2 separate regions of the Mus musculus genome follow, and region 2 is linked to region 1. Evidence: chromatin contacts called from public Micro-C data. All regions are on one chromosome and are shown on one strand. Each heading gives the region's core, a stretch centred on a gene start, on an enhancer-like site or on the middle of the called end of the contact. The rest is flanking DNA. Distances are from core to core; before and after follow the strand shown.

The links. Hi-C and Micro-C count contacts between places; a contact is called where the count stands out from the background.
Region 2: a contact with region 1 is called in a Micro-C map of embryonic stem cells, with 2.9 times the contacts expected there. The contact joins the promoter of Msc here to the promoter of Kcnb2 in region 1. A contact is called at or near these places in 1 of 39 promoter capture datasets (the C10 cell line), 5 of 484 Hi-C or Micro-C datasets (cerebral cortex, cortical neurons and embryonic stem cells) and 1 of 115 datasets of contacts at active chromatin or transcription factors (embryonic stem cells).

Annotation. Positions count from the first base shown.
Region 1 is chr1:15,284,931-15,288,624 of GRCm38.p6, forward strand. It overlaps Kcnb2 (potassium voltage gated channel, Shab-related subfamily, member 2), which reads left to right and starts at 1,995. Exons shown (of 3, transcript NM_001098528.3): 1 at 1,995-2,554.
Region 2 is chr1:14,754,235-14,757,928 of GRCm38.p6, forward strand. Msc (musculin) reads right to left here and starts at 1,732. Exons shown (of 2, transcript NM_010827.2): 1 at 996-1,732; 2 at 1-91. The coding sequence starts at 1,514. The coding sequence ends at 5. Gm9947 (a long non-coding RNA gene) reads left to right here and starts at 1,753. Exons shown (of 4, transcript XR_003947744.1): 1 at 1,753-2,003.

The DNA.
Region 1 (3,694 bases), core at 745-3,244:
GGACTACATGAGATATGTTTGAACACAATAGGTAGACAGCCTTGGCCATAAGTCATGTTGAGGGTCCCAACTTTGAATATATTTTCATGCCCTGAATTCTGTTCGAAGGAGTGTTTTAAGTTATGTGTTTTCCTGAAAGACACTCAACTGTTTTGACTGCTTAATTTTCCACCCATCAAGGTGTACCTGAGTCAGGAACCTGAAGATCCCAGGAATTTTGTTCAAGTTTATTGTTTTTATTACACTCCAAAGTAGGGAAGGGGCCTGGGGTATCCAGCTTATGGCCCTCTTTTTAAGGGGGAATTTGGCATAAAATTCCAGACAGTAAACAGACCACTAAATCAAGCAAACCAGGTTTATTTTTAATTTAATTTTGTTTTCAACTTATTTTTACACGCCATATTCCATTCCCCACCCCCATGCACCCTCCAACTGCTCCACATCCCACACCTCCTCCCCACCTCACCCAGTCTCCACTTGGATGCCCCCACACCTCACCACACCCGACCTCTAAACTCCCTGGGGCCTTCAATCTCTTGAGGGTTAGGTGCCTCATCTCTGAATGAACACAGACCTGGCAGTCCTCTAGTCTATGTGTGTTGGGGGCCTTACATCAGCGGGTGTATGCTGTCTGTTTGGTGGTCCAGTGGTTGAGAGATCTTAGGGGTCCAGATTGAGACTGCTGGTTCTCCTACAGGATCACCTTTCTCCTCAGCTTCTTTCACTCTTCCCTAATTCAACAACAGGGGTCAGCTGCTTCTGTACATTGGTTGGGTGCAAATATCTGCACCTGATTCTTTCAGCTGCTTGTTTGGTCTTTCGGAGGGCAGTCATGATAGATAGATCCCTTTGTGTGAGCACTCCATAGCCTCAGTAATAGTGTCAGGCCTTGGGACCTCCCCTTGAGCTGGATCCCACTTTGGGCCTGTCACTGGACCTTATTTTCCTCAGGCTCTTCTCCATTTCCATTCCTGTAATTCTTTCAGACAGGAACAATTATGGGTCAGAGATATGACTGTGGGATGGCACCCCCCTCATTTGAAGTCCTGTCTTCCTGCTGGAGGTGGACTCTATAAGTTCCTTCTCTCTACTGGGGGGCATTTCATCTTTGAGTCCTGGGAATCTCTCACCTCCCAGGTCTCTGGTGGACTCTGGGGGGGTCATAGCACCCCTGTGGGAAACAAGAATCAGAGTGTCTAAAGAGTCCTACCCAGCTTTAGCCTCAGACACAGAAAGGCCAGTGACTCCTGGATATGGTCCTGAATAGAGCTGGAGGATACAGAAGTGAAGTCAGATTCCACCTGGGCTCCTTTTTATCCGAGAAACTTCTTTTGTGGGAAAATACTCCGTGGCCCATCCTCAGGAGCCATATGTCCTTGTCCCAGTTCCCCATGGTGGAACAAGGAGCACTGGTTCTGGTCGCTTAGGGGTCTGGCAGCAGGAGAGCACAGCAGATGGAAGAGAAAGGCCAGGAAATCCATGAAGCTGCGGGAGCATCTCGACGGGCTTACCAGGGCTTCCCCGGCCGCGTGTGTGGGGTGGCCGCCGGGCTGTGGACCCCTTGCCTAGTGTGTCCGTGTGCAAGCCACCAAGAGAGACAGGTGGGTGTGGAGCCCGGACCCAGGCGGCCGCAGGAGCCTAGGGAGGATCGGGCGAGGTGTGGGCGGCGCCCGACCGTCCGCGCCCGGGCCGCACCCTGGGCACCGGGGGCGCTGTCTCCTGCCGAGCTCAGGCGCCGGGAGGCCGAGCCTGGCGTTTCCCAGGAGGTGCCGGGCCAGCGGTGCATCCCCGCCACCCACCCCCGGGAGCTGCGATTGCCTGGGAGTCGCTGGAGGAGGAGAAACAGAGAGAGGCGCTGGCGGCCGCTCTGCCCGCGGGTGCGCGGAGCGCGGAAGGCGGAGCGCGAGGCTGGGTGGCCGCGGGCGTGTGTGCGCGCCTGGCCGGAGAGCTACGGGGCGGGGGACCCGCGCCCGGAGCGCCCCGCCTGGTTTTTCGCGCGGAGCCAGCGTCGCTGCTGCACAGACACACACCCACCGAGCTCCACCGAGTGCCCCTGAGCACCCGCCGCCCCCGCTGGCCACAGCCGCTCCTCCGGCAGCGGGATCCAGCGCCAAGTCCAGGGCTGGTGCGGCGCGCAGAGAACCTCTTGATTTTTTTTCCCCCTTCACTCCAGCCCTCTCTGGTCTGGGCGGCGGCGGCGGCGACAGGGGGATGGGGGCTCCACGCGGGGAAAGGCGGGTGACGATCGAGGAAGATTATTGTTCTTTTTAAAGGATGCCTTCGCTTCTTACCAATGCGGCTTCTGTGAGCCCTTTTACTAGAGACTGCGAACCGGAGTGAGATATGTAAAGAAGGAAGGAAAGCTGCCTGGAGCTCCAGCCAGCCGGGCAGACCCTCCTCTCTGTGGAGGGGAGGGGGATTTCCAACGACACATCATTGGCAAAAGGGACCTTTGCAAGAGAGGAGTCCTCTGAGGGAGCAGGGAATCCCACAGCCCCCTGTGGCACAGGAGCCAGAGCTGCTGGCTGAGCAGAGCTGGGTCCGTGGGAGCTAGGTAAGTGACCTGGGCATTGCAGCTCCCCAAGAGCTCTTCTTTAGAGATGCTTCACTGTGGCAGTCTAGTGAGACTTGAGTTGCTAAAGGAACTGGAAACTGCCATATGGCGCCCAGTGGACTTACAAACAAAGCTGGCTGGGTTGTTAGCCCTGACAGATTATTAACGAAATGCTTCTTCCTGGTGGGGGAGACACACAAGTATAAGCCCCTTAAAAGCCTAACTTGATCAAAAAGATGAAACTGTTGTATGTAAGAAAGGAACCCCGGTTGCCTTCTCTTCCTGATCGCTTGATGGTAAATGCCACACTTGCATGCACACACTTGTCGGACTAGACTTAGGGAGTATGATATCTGTTGTGTATGCACAGTCCCCAGAATACAGAGACATACATGCATTTTATTCCTCAGTGGTGAGCAGTCTTGGTTCCTCGGAAGGAGCTAGAACAGGTCTTTAAGGAAAGCACTCCAAGGCTTTTTCCAATACAATATGTCAAGGAGACCTGGGGATACAGTTGCCCTGAGTGGCACTGAAAGACACCACCATCTGCCTCATCTTTTGTTGCCAAGACTTAATGAACCTTTTCATGATAGTACCTTGCCATCTATTACCTCAGATAAGGAGCATTTGTTTTCATCCATTCATAAAAAGAACCAATGTGCAATGTGCATAAACATGCCATTTATGCGACGTTTATGACCCCACAAGTGTTTTGACAGTAAAGAATAACATAGATAAGACTAATACTAGGATATTTTGCACAATATATGCACAGGTAGGCATCGGGGTGATTGCATGTAGGTTCAACACTCCATCCAATCAAGTCACACACTAATGTCAATATTTTAAATGACATTTCACGTTTCTAATTTTTTCTTATTGATTGGTTGGGGGTTTGCTGACAATCTGACTCTTTTTTCAATCCCAACTTTAAAAAAAGTAAACATTTTACTGTTATTATTTTCAAATGTCTAGCATTGTGTAGGATAGATACCTTTGGATTACTCACTAGTGATAGCACATTTCGTAGAATTAGCAAATAATCAATTTTGGTCAAATGTCTGAAGTCTTTCCTGTCAGTGACTCCTGGGAAAGAATTCGAAAAGAGAGTAATATGTTAAAATTGTTCATATCATAAAG
Region 2 (3,694 bases), core at 482-2,981, 530 kb before region 1:
CCCTCTAAGCGGAAGTTCCACAAAGCCTGTTGGCTGCAGAAACGTCTTTGCTGTCAGAGTCTGGGCGTCCAGAGACCACGAATGGCCACGTCTGAAAAAATTGAAATGAGCATCAGTTACGGAGGAGAAACGATCACAAAATGAAACCACTTTCCCAAGGGAATCCCGGCGGTCCCTCGCTTTTATTAGCGTTCTGGAAATGTGTGTGTCTTGTCCTTTGATTAGATTTTTAATCCTACTGGTTACTGATTATTTGAGAGCGACAGCGTACCTTCATGCTTTCCTCATGGGTTGCCCACATGATTTTTCTGTGAAAAGGGCGAGAGTTTAGAATTCTGTGATTTAATGTCCCCCTCCCTCACACACACACACACACACACACACACACACACACACACACACACGCTGCATTCCTTTTTAAATAGGTTTGGATGAGATCTTTCCCAAGCTCATGGAGCTGGCAGGTTAGACAGGGACTTTCCGGACAGTCGCGTCCAGGAAAACTATGTTGCATTAGTGTTTTCTTTTGTTTAAACCACTCAAACGTTTATTTAAAAAAGTTAGGTTCTCCCAATCTCCCCCTTCCCCCTTTAAAGAAAGCAGCACTGGCGATTCAACCCTGCTAGGTTGTTGTCTGGAAAAAGTTGGGCAACTGAGTTTTTGTTTGTTTGGTTGGTTGGTTTGTTTTGTTTTTCCAACTTGGCCTAAAAACTTAGAAATACTCCCAAGTGGGAAGCCACACTTTATCCCAGAAGTAGGGTGTTAACAGATAGCAGTCGCCAGGCAAAGGACCAGGACATTTTCAGATGGCTGGATGATTTTCTCCCAGCAAATGGCTGGCTCCTCTTGCCTTGATTCGGAGGTCACTGAACCAGATTCCTTACCACTGGTTCCAGAAACCTCCCCTCTTGGCTCTTCGTCTGGGGCCGAGCCAGCCCTGGGCCCGGGTAGCGCTCTGGGCTGCTGTCCCCCGGCCTCGAGCGCAGCATCCCTACCAGGTTCACAGGGTGCACATAGCTGTCCTCGTAGCGGTCCTCCTGCAGCAGCTGGCGCAGGTGCGCGATGTAGCTGGAAGCCAGGCGCAGCGTGTCCAGTTTGGAAAGCTTGGTGTCGGGCGGCACCCAGGGCAGGCTGGTCTTCAGTCTGGAGAAGGCTTTGCTCAGCACGCGCATCCGGGCGCGTTCGCGGGCGTTGGCCGCATTCCGCTGCGACTGCTTGCACTCTGCGGCCGAGCCCTTAGGCGGGAGCGGCTTCTTCCCCGCACCGCCTGCGCGGCCACCTGCGCCGCCAGCGTCAGCCCCACGGAGCCGCTTCCTCTTGCATCCTCCCGCGGCTCCCAGGGAGCCGGGCTCCTCTTCACCGTCCTCCTCTTCCGCAGAAGAAATGTCGCTGGGCGAGCCGTAACCGCGCTCCATGCGGAGCAGGGGCGGCCTCTTGGAGGCCGGGGCCGGGTAGACCCTCTGCAGCCCCCTCATCTCCGAGTCTTCGGGGTCACTCACCGAGCCGGTGGACATCGCCTATTCCCCGGCGCCCACGCGCGCGCGCCTTTCTCCTCCCCGGCCAGTCTCGCTTTCTCTGGCTTCTTCTCTCTGACAGAGGATGGGGTGTGGGAGAGCCCAGGGGAGGACCAGAGACCAGGGCTTGCCTCCGCACTGAGGCTCCCCTGTGAGCTGGGCGCCTGGAGTGGGCGCGATCTGCTGCTGACCCTGTAGCCCAGGGCTCTGCTGAACTTGACTCCGGATCCAAAAGTACAGCCGCGAGCTGAGCCTTTTGACAGGACTATTTATCTGTACTCTTAGGGAAAAGCCACCCCCCTCCCCCTCGGCAAAGTAGAGGGGGCTTGAAAGGGGGACAAGAGGTGGGGCAGGGGCGTGGAAGGGGTGGGGATCGTTTTTTCCCCCCTGAACCCTGCGGTTAGCGGGGCGGGGGCAAGGAATGTTTGCGCGCAAAGCAAAGACTTAGGCCTCTACGCCCACGACTGACCCTCAGAGTATCTGTGCGAGGTAAGTGAGATTTGGGAACAAAAAGAAAAGACCTTGTTCCTACTCATTCCATTTTCACCTGCAGCTGGTCTTAGTGGGAACTGAAGAATCTGAGCATGCCCAGTGCGGCTTGTCTCCCAGTGTGTTCCTGGGGACCTGTCATTCAAGTTCATTACTCAAGATGTGTGTTTGCTTATCCAAGGCTTCATAGAACGAGTACAGAGAAAGAGCAAAAACTAAGGAGCAGCTCCAATGACCCATCTCTTGACCCCCATCCCCCCTCCGCCCCCGCTTTTATAGTTCACATGGCAGCGCTTTTTTTCTACTTTGTCTTGTTTCATCTTCAAGCAATTTCTGAAACTTACATGTTATGATGTCCATCTTGCAAAATCACTGGGAGAGCAAATAAGTGGGATCAGGAATCTGTGTGTTTGTAGCATTTCAGTAGCCACAAGCCTCCTAACCTACACATCAAGAGATGTTATTTTCCACTGTTGTAAGATTTCCTCCGCGTGATTAAGGTTTGGACTCAGACCCAACGCTTTGAGAGCAAGTTCTTGGATGCAGAATAGTATGTCAGCACAGTTGCCTTGCCAAAATTAAAGAGAAAGGAAAGGGGAAAAGCAAAGCAAAGAAAGACCAATAACAACCAAAACCCAAAGGACTACCAAGCAGCCCCTAGAATTGTGCTGCATTTCAAGTCACAACAAAACACCTTGCCTTCCCCAACCCCAGAGCAGACAAAACAAGGTGGAAGGCAGGCCAAGTGTGCTCAAGCTGAGGGGCTTTGTTAACAAACAGACAGGTGTCAGCCGGGACTCCCGCTGTGCTCCAGACGGAGGAATTGGTGCCCTTAAAGGGTTGGGGTTTGACTGCCTTGGCTGAGCAGAAGGAAGCTGAGTTTCTTTTCTGTTCCACTCTGTTGTCTTCTTGTACTTCTCCTCTCACAGGTTCCAGATGAGAGTGGGTCAAGCAGATACGCGGATGCAGAAGCTGCCTAGCAAATTCTAGTCTTTACAGCAGAACAAATAGCTGAGCCCTGAGCCTGAAGTATCATAGCAGGTGGCTGGCAGGGGTTGATTCGGCCCTTCAGGCTTCCCTCCACCTTGTCTCAAGGCGATACCTCCCACTTAGGGGTATTGTGTACAACCACCCCTACTTGCTACCGTTCCTGAAGTTTTCTTGTACCTTTTGTCTTTGGTTGGGGGTAGGGTAAGAGAGGTTCTCATCGTGAGACAATTTGAGTAAAAAAGTCCTTTGCTCTCAGATTTTCTGGGTTGGGGAAACGCAGCTGTATTTGGCAGAGAGTTGGGTTTTGTTTTGTTTTTGTTTTGTTTTGTTTTTTTTGTTTTGTTTTGTTTTTGGATTGCTTAAACTTGACTGTAGGCAAGCCTGGCCAGGCAAAAGGGGGCGGGGTGGAGATGGGGGTGCAGGCAGAAAGATGGAAGGCAGAGGTGTTACATATAGATGACTTGAAGCTATCACTATAAATACATACTCTCACACATTAGGGGCAGGCATATAGGTTTTAAAAATCTGGGTTGTTTATACAGGTGCAGAACAAAGCTTTTCCTTAGGAAAGATTAATGGTGGGGGTATGCGGCATTTCTCTAAACAGTTCCCCAAACTGCCCAACCTCAGCGCTGAGGATTAAGGCTGCTTTCTCCTCCTTGTATCCTCCGGAGAACCCTCCTTCTCCTCTCCTCCCAGGC